2 separate regions of the Mus musculus genome follow, and region 1 is linked to region 2. The links are chromatin contacts, called in public Hi-C maps. All regions are on one chromosome and are shown on one strand. Each heading gives the region's core, a stretch centred on a gene start, on an enhancer-like site or on the middle of the called end of the contact. The rest is flanking DNA. Distances are from core to core; before and after follow the strand shown. Region 1 holds the start of Chsy1 (chondroitin sulfate synthase 1). Region 2 holds the start of Fam169b (family with sequence similarity 169, member B).

Region 1 (4,142 bases), core at 24-2,523, 2.2 Mb after region 2:
CAGTCTTACAATGACTAAATCGATCACACAAACTGTTTTTCCTCAAGGTTCTTTTTCTCTACTTAACAAACCAGAGTGTTGCTCAAAGGCAGAGTGGAAACGCTCACCAAAAGTGAGAATCTTAAAGTACAGTACGGAGGAGCCCTAGCCAGGTTAATTTAAGCGGGCTCTCCCTTCGAAATGACAAAGTGCCTATTTTAGAGACTCAAATTATAACTCTGCCTCCACTATCGCAGGTACAACATTGAATTTCGCCACCACCTTATGGGGGAGACTCGTTCCTTTTAACAAAGAAGTCTTGAACACAGAAAGCTTACGTGTCTCCCTGGAGATGAGGTTGAGAGGCACACACACTGAGGCCAGCGTACTCAATCCCAAAGCCTTGCCCTTGAGAGATGCTCACCATCCTAAGCCCTGCTGCCTTTGCGCTGAGCCGCTGGCAGCTACCAGAGAAGCCTCCGGGGAACCCGTAACGCCGCCCGCCCGCCAGCCAGGATGCCGGATGCAGGCGATGGCATCCACGAAAGGGGGGCTCACCTGTAGGCGGCCACGGCGCGGGTCTGCAGGTATTTCTGGGCTGTCATGACTCCCACGAAGAGAAAGTTCCTGTCGCGCGGGACGCCCTCCGCGGCCGAGCCCTGCGGCCAGAGCTGCGCCCCGCGCGCATCGCCGCGCGCCCCGCCGGGCTGCGACGCCTCCTGCCCTGGCCGGCATCCCTCGGGACTGGGGCGCCGCCGCGGGCCCACTCGCTTCAGCTCCGAGGCGCGGGGCAGGACGAGCCGCGAGGCCAGCACGAAGCCCAGCACGAGCCCGAGCAGCATGCTGAGCCAGGCGCGCCGGCCGCGCGCGGCCATGCCCGCGCCCCTCCGCCCGCCGGGCCGCTGTCCCGCTGTCCCCGCCGCAGGCTCCGCGCGCCCTCAGCCCACCGCCCCCGCCCGCGGAGGCCAGCCCGCCCTAGCGCCGCCAGGCCCGGCCCGGGCAGCGCCGCGGCCGCCGCGGGCCCGCCGCGCCCATCGCGGCTCCCGAGCCGCCCGCAGGCCCCGCGCCGGCGCTTTGTTCCGCGCGCCCGCCCGCACCGCCGCGGCCTGCGCCTTTAAGAGGGGACCATGCCCCGCGCGCGCGGCCGGCGACTCCGGCGCGAGGCGACAGCGGCTCCCGCGGCTCGCGTCCCCCGGCTGGCTCGGCTCGGCTCGCGCTGCGCCCGCCCTCTCGGTGCCCTGCGCCGCCTCTGCAGCTGCACATCCTCCGGCTTAGCGCGCCATTGCAAAGGAGCCCCTCACGTCACGCACCGCGCGTTAAGAAGCGGCCCGCCGGCGGCGTGCCGTGGCCCCTCTCGGGATCCGTCCGCGCCTCGTGATTGGCGCAAAAGTGAATGGGGGGCAGTTCACGTGGCCAAAGTTTAACCAAAAAAAAAAAAAAAAAAGCACCCGCCCCGCAGTCTGCGGCCAGGCAGGAGGGGCGTGGGATAGCATCGACGACAGCGGGGCGGGCGTCCCTCCAACCCCCACTGCCCGGTACCCGCGGCCACGCCCCCGTCGCCAGCATTGGGAGCCGGCGGTCCGGCACCGCACGTGGACTGAGTTGACCGGCTCCCCAGATGCCCCGAGAGCCGCCACGCCCTTCCCTCCCCGGGCCGACCTCCCGACTCGGTGGCCAGGACAGCGGGGTCCACACTGCAGCTTTGTACGCTGCAGGCGGGGCTGGAGCCACACACGGCCACAGTTCACCTAGGAACGCTAGGGGATTTGCGGGCTGGGGAGCGAAACGTGAATTCGCTAAGTAGCTAGGGCTGCCCTCGAACTCAGAGAATCTGAGATCTGTCTCTGCCTCTCGAGCGCTGGGCTTAAAGGCGAGCGGCACCAAGCCCGGCATATTAGTTTTTTAAATGGATATTGAAGAGATGGGTGGGTGAGTTACCACTAGATGATAAATACCTGTATTTAGTCCCAGTGAGCAGAGAGCTGGTTAGTACCCCCCTCACCTAAGTCTGTCAGTATTTTTAAGAGTAGATTTATAAAACGGATATGGATTGTGTACGTGGTGTGGGGGATGGGTTCTCGGGAGCCATACACCTAGTTTTTTGAAACAGGATCTCTTACTATTCTGGAGGTCTCCAAGTAAGTTAGGCTCGCTGAATGGATTTTTAAGTTGGATACCAGTTTCCCTATATTTGCTCTGTCTTAACTTTTATACGTTTTGTTAAAAACGAAAGCCCTTCAACTTGGGTGCCCACATGACAAATGTTTGTAAATACCAATTTTATTTCTTAGTCACCAATGTGTTAGGATTATAATCGCAAAGTAGCCACTTGGACCTGCTCTAATAGAGCCCAGGTGCTAGCTGAAGCTGCAGATCGTTTTGAACTCCAGATCCTCTTGCTTATGGAACTGGAGTCACCTGAATTCCAGGCCTGTGTGCTACCAGCCCTGGTGCCAGGGATCAGCCACTGGACCTCTGATACACTGGGCCAGTACTCTATCCTCTGAACTACGGTCCCAGAGCCTAAGAAGTTCTCATTTAATCAATCAAAGAAACAAACAAAAAGATAGAAAATGGGGCTGGAGAGATGGCTCAGCGGTTAAGAGCACTGACTTCCAGAGGTTCAATTCCCAGCAACCACATGGGGGCTAACGACCATTTGCAATGGGATCCGATGCCCTCTTCTGGTGTATCTGAAGACAGCGACAGTGTACTCGTGCATAAAATAAATAAATATTAAAACAACAACAAAACAAGAGTGCTTCGAGTGGGGTGGGGTGGGGTGGGGTGGGTGGATGGGCAGCCTATTCTTGTAGCTCCTTTTCATGATTAATAAATCAAACAACAGAAATATTCCAGTTTAAGCCACAAAGCTGTGTGAAGCACAGTCCTCCCCACCACTGAATGGTGGCTACTCCTGTTTATTCTTTGGATAGTACCACTTTCTTTGACACGTGTGATTTATTTCAAAAATAGTTCATCGCCTCCCCTCCCCTGACTCTCCCTGTAAGAGATGGTCCACATCTAAGGATAAAATATTCATTGTGTAGTGAAGACCAGATTCCAGCAGTGGTCTCTGGGAAATACAGGACACCTAGCCATGAATTACAGGCTGGGAAACCATAGAGAAAGGTTCCAGTAAGACCATAACCACAAACACCAAGACGTCACCAGAGCCCCCAAGTTCAGCAGCTGCCCCATAATTCATAATTCACACTGATTTACATAAAGCGCAAATCTGGCAAGACACAGATGTTGGACGCTGTGACATAGTCAATGCCCTCACTATCTTCAAGCCTGCTTTCGACGGGTCTATATTTTCTAAACTTAAGTCCAATGAAAAGACAGGAATGTGTGTGTGTCAGGAATTTGCTGAGAATGTTGAACATCTTGTTCCCAGCTCCCCGCTTCCTAGAAGTCCGTCAGTTACCAAGTCAACAACTGATGAATAGAGAAGCTATGACCCTGCGTCGCTCCTCAGAGAGTTAAAATTACTACATTTATTCAGTGTGTGTCTGTCGTGTTCATGCTCATGCTATGATACCCGTGTGGCGGTCAGAGGGAAACTTTGAGGAGTTGGTTTGCTCTCGCCACTCTGTGGAGCATGACAATCGCACTTAAGTCATCAGGCTTGGCAAGCACCTTTACCTGCTAAGCCATCTTGCTAGCCCCTTGTAGATGTTTGATAGCACACATACCACCTGACCTGGATGCATGTCTAGCCCGGAATGGGATGTGAGTTCCACACTGAGTCCTACCTGGCCAAGTCCAGAGTCTTGGGATCTGTCAGTTCCTTGTTTCTATGTGGGTGTTCCCACTGCAGCACCCGAAGGGCTCCGTGGTAGCAGCTCTAGGCTGGTGTTTCAAAATGTATGCCCAAGTGGCAGCTCACCTACTTTTCTGCTTGCATGAGTGCAATTCGTTATGATGTAACTAAGACTGATCTCTGCCTACGTCCCCTGCTCTCACAGATGGCAGCTTTGTTCGCTCACGTGGCACTTTTTTTCTGCTGCTAATACATGTGACTGCTTCTTTATAACAGGTATAACATTTTGTAGGATTTGCTGCAATTTCTTGGAAACCTTCGGCAAATACCTCAATTGTTTGTTGGCAGCATGCCTCAAATAGCTGACAGGGTTCCCTGTACAAGCTTCCTTAAAGAC
Region 2 (4,739 bases), core at 1,485-3,984:
TCCATCTCTGGGCCTGTTTCCTCACCAGTTCTGTCTGATGTAAAGGTCAGCTACAGTCCTGCCTGCGAAGGGCTCAGGACTATAGCTGACATACAGCATGCTAAAAGTGAACTGTGAGTGCACACGCGTGCGCACACAGACACACACAAGTACGCACAGGCCGGGCCAGTGAGATGGCTCAGTGGGTAAAGGCACTTGTCACCAAAGCTGGTGACCTGAGTCTGACAAGGTGGGAGACCTCCACCTAATAATATTCTTTCCTTTTCTTGCCTCTGCAAATGCCTTTCAAACTATAGCTGTGTCTGGCCCCTTTAGAGTCCTGTGACATGTCCTCTCCTTTCCCCCAGCCCCACTTCAGGGCTCTGCCCATACCAGTACTTCTTGGCATAGCTCCTTGGGATCTGAAGAGGGCTCAAAACAAACAAACAAACAAACACACACACACACACAAACAAACAAACCGACATATGGTCTTTGGCATGCTCAATTCTTTTAAAAGGACCTGGGAAGGCCTCCAAACAAGCCCCCACTCACTTCTCCCTGTTCCTTGACCTCTTGTTCCCTTCCATAGAAAGCCGTGCAAACAATGCAAGTTTCTGAACTACCCCCAACCTGCTTGTTAGCTCCGTTATCGGTCAATCCTCTCTGCTTTATTAGCAGCACAAATTATCAGGACATCCCACTTTTCAAAAGGCAAAAGAAATGGCTTTCTCTATGCTCACTATTAATATGACACAGGGCCCAGCAATGAGTTCCCACATACACAGGGCCTCAACTAATCCTTATGAGGCAATGCAGCCTCATAAAGCAGTCCATAGCTAAGGGAAGAAGTTCAAGATAAAAAAAAAAAAGAAAGAAAGAAAGAAAGAAAAAGAAGAAGTAGAAGAAAGAAAAAAGGATGGTAACAAGACCAGGCTGTGTCTGGCTTTCTCTTTCCTTTCCATTCTGTTCTAAGCTGAAATGACAGCAACAGATGGCCCAGTGGAACCTAAGAAGGTTTTTGGCATCAGGGAACCAAAAAACATGTAGAGAGAGGAGGGAGGAGACGGATATGGGGGGGGGGGCATCAGGATGTAAATTATTGTGGATACCCCCAAATCTCTTTTTGGATGGCACTGCCCCAAACCAAACCTCCCGGGGGCCCCTCCTGCGAACACAGAGCACAGCTGCGGGAGGAATGTCCTTCCTCGGTTTTCAGCGGTGAAGCTAAGTAGAGGCTGGCAAGTCACCTTACCTGAAAGCATTATTATTTTTTTTTCCTTTCATGCTTCTCTACTAAAAAGAAAGGGATTCCCCAGTAGACGAGATTTGCTCAAGCTGTTTCTGGAAACAGCTATCAAAGCACAGGCAACAGTTCAACTATGCAAGCCTCCAACCCATTAGGATCTCACACATGTGGAAATGATAAATGGGAGACTGCTGTGTGTCATCTGAGCCACCGGTGGCCATCAAAACCACAGCAAAGGTCGGAGCGCATACAGGGAAAAGCCATAAACTGTCTCAGGCCAACGATTCTTTTCCAGAAGATGAAATTACTATTCTTTTTTTCCCATCACATGGGCCTGGGAGGGGAAGCTCTCTGAAGCAAAGATGGGGAAGGACCTGCTCACTCTAGGGGAGGGGAAAGAGACCCACTAGTAGAGATGGGAGTGTAATGAGAGACTGCTGTGCTTAATAAACCCTAGGGGGCTTCTCCTGTTTTGTAGATGAGGAAGATCAAAAAAGCAAGACTTTTATTCCAGTCTTCCAGCGTGTAAACTGGAAACAGCACTCTTAACTTTCTAGAAAAAAAAAAAAGTGCACAAGACTAAAACAAAAGAGAAATAGCTCCCTTTCCAAAATTAAAGACGAGCCTTTTCTTAATCTCTAGATCAACTAAATCCTTACTAATCCATATAATTAGCTAGTGGCTACAATCTCTCCTTATCTCACGCACCTGAAAACAGGAGAAAAACAACTCAATTGCAACGTTTAAAGTAGGTCATAAGAGCGAGTGGCTACCTGCCAGCCTCAAATGCGCCCCTGCCATGATTGACTTTACTGTAGGTGGGCTGTGTGCAGTGTGACTATCCGTGCGACACAGCCAGCCACCTGTGACCAGGATGTCTAGCCAAAGGCCTGAAATGGCATCCCCTAAGACCTCAGAGGTGGCCGGCTCAAGAAAGTATCTTCAAATCCTGAAACTGGGCGGGAAGAGGCATGTGAGTTGTGTCCCTGGAGCCAGCAAAGAGGCTGGCCCAGAGCGTGGATTCCCGGGACACTTCTCTCGGTCCAGGCGCTTCCTGGGTCCTCCTTGCTGGAAAGTAGGAATGGGTTGCTGTTCGGACTTCTCTCTCACCTCGGAGCTCATTCCCCAGCCTGGCCAGCAAGCCCAGGTCCAAGGTCCCCAAGGCCGGTGTTGAGGGTTGTGGGGGAGGGGTGAGAAACAGAACCGGAGACCCGGGTGAGGACCCAGCCCAGAGCCATCTAAGACTATCAACTCTGGAGGTTCCTCCTCCAGCTCCCGCTAGCCTGGGACTTATATGAATCCGAGGAAGAGAGAGAGAAAGAGAGGAGAGGCCCTTAGCCTCGCACTGCACCCCAAGCTGTTGTGGCGACGGGTGTGCGGCACTCTGCCCGCTACCATTCGCGTCCTTCGCCCTCGATTGGCTACGTGGGGACCGCAGCACCCCTTACCTGTGACTCCGCGGACTGCCTCAGCCTCCATGCTCCGGTACGGAGTTTGCCACCTAGTAAGCCTCTACCTCCCCACCCCCTCCCCCCACCAGAGCCACCAACCTTTCTACCAAGAGTTCCCCAGGGGCTGCCCCGCCCTGCCACCTCCCCGGAGGCTTTCTCTTTCTCACTCCTTTGCCTCCTGCTGCGGGCGTTTATCTCTGCCCCCACTCCCCCAACACACACTACTGGACCACCTTTTGTTTTGTTTTGTTTTTTTTTTTTTAACCAAACCTTGACTCCGCAAAGTCTAATCTACAAAAAGAATGACTTTTGAGCCAATAGTGAGTTTGTTGCTGTTCTTGAACTACCATAAACACAGGCAAGCAGCCTCCTCCCCCGTGCCCCAAGCTTGTACTGACAGATTTTTCCACCACGCTCCCTTCTATGTGCAAAAACCATTTGCATTAACCCTTTTCAAAAACTTGGCTTGAGCCGGGCGTGGTGGCGCACGCCTTTAATCCCAGCACTTGGGAGGCAGAGGCAGGCGGATTTCTGAGTTCGAGGCCAGCCTGGTCTACAAAGTGAGTTCCAGGACAGCCAGGGCTACACAGAGAGACCCTGTCTCGAAAAAAAACCAAAAAAAAAAAAAAAAAAAAAAAAAGAACAAAAACTTGGCTTGGCTGAAAAATAGCAAATATGTAATAAACGCACATCTAACACAGGGCATCCAGGAATCTTTTCTGCCGGTTTCAGAGTCCCAACAGTCTCCTGGAAACTGTAATGTGCCTACGATTTACTAAAAAGCCAAGCAGGAGCTCATTTGACAAAGCAATATTCAAGGTCGACAATTCTTCTCCAGTATACACAGCTGTTTCAAAACGTTGCTTTGGGAGGATGCAGCGGTGAGTGATTTCAAATTTCACCTTTCACCCGACTCTGATGGAAACACACCGGATGTCCCAACTACTGGGGAGACCGAGGGAGGAAGAAGGCTTGAGCCCATTAGCTGGAGAACAATCTGGGATCCTGACAACTGGCCTTGGGGCAATGGTAACTGGGGACACAACACAATTCTGCGCTGTGTGTAGCAGGGAATTCTTTTCCACTCTGGTGAAGCCAGAATTTTTGACTTCAGTGCCAAAAAGAATGTCAGAGTAAGTCGTTGTGTCGAAGAGTCACAGTTTATTAGATTTTAAACATAGATTTAAGGTTAGTGGTAGAAAGATAGGTGTTAGGGGAAGGGGTGGAAATGAGACACATCCAGGTGTGCGTGGTCTTCTCAAGACAGCTTCCTAAAGTGTCTTTACAATATAGCCGTATTTGTAAGTGTCTTTCAGTAACTGATAGGTTATTTCTATCAATTAGTTAAATGAGCCAATTTAAACTGGATTAGGTTATGTTAAAGGCAGGTTTATTTGGAAGCTGCTGTATGAAGGGCAAGTTCACTGGCCCAAGGATCAAGGCCAGGAAAGTCGTCATTGGAAAAGGAGAGGGGGAGAGAAAGAGAGAAAGAGACTTGCACAGAGAGACGAAAGAAGGGATTTGAGAGACCAAAATGTCTGGATTATATAGGGAAGATCCTCTGGGGGGAGGGCAGCCCAGACCCTGGAGGTTGGGGGCAGGGTATACCAGGTAGGGAGTGAGGGATGCTGGGAGAACCTGGGGATGAGGTTGCTTTGATATGTAAAATATGTACCTCAATCCTTTGTCCCAGGTCTGAAACCAAACAGTAGCCACAAGTATCTTTACAATGTAGCCATCATATATATTTGTCTATGTATGTGTCTCTGATAATAATGTGTTTTACTCAAACTATTAGCATGTAGGTCAAAAGTTTATTAATCAATTCTAACCTTGCTTCTGATGTTTTTGATATTGCTCTGTTTTACATATGAACAAACAAACAAATGATGGAGAGGCTCTGGCCAGCCTCGGGAAGGCAAGCAGAGCTCTGGCAGGCCTTGACCTCCACCCCATTCCCTCTGCCTTGCTAAAAACCATTAGACTACATTTTAAAGCTAGCCACCAAGGTCCATACCCTAATTTAGCCACTTCCTCCTCTTGAAGCTGACTACCAAGGT

Evidence for each region. Hi-C and Micro-C count contacts between places; a contact is called where the count stands out from the background.
Region 1: a Hi-C map of B cells shows a contact between it and region 2, with 5 read pairs. The contact joins the promoter of Chsy1 here to the promoter of Fam169b in region 2. A contact is called at or near these places in 1 of 39 promoter capture datasets (pre-B cells), 1 of 484 Hi-C or Micro-C datasets (B cells), 1 of 115 datasets of contacts at active chromatin or transcription factors (double positive thymocytes) and 1 of 9 other capture datasets (liver).

Annotation. Positions count from the first base shown.
Region 1 is chr7:66,106,623-66,110,764 of GRCm38.p6, reverse strand. Chsy1 (chondroitin sulfate synthase 1) reads right to left here and starts at 1,273. Exons shown (of 3, transcript NM_001081163.2): 1 at 538-1,273. The coding sequence starts at 854.
Region 2 is chr7:68,273,979-68,278,717 of GRCm38.p6, reverse strand. Fam169b (family with sequence similarity 169, member B) reads right to left here and starts at 2,734. Exons shown (of 9, transcript NM_001374636.1): 1 at 2,677-2,734. The coding sequence starts at 2,707. It overlaps Gm16157 (predicted gene 16157), which reads left to right and starts at 2,124. Exons shown (of 4, transcript NR_040340.1): 1 at 2,124-2,201; 2 at 3,381-3,560.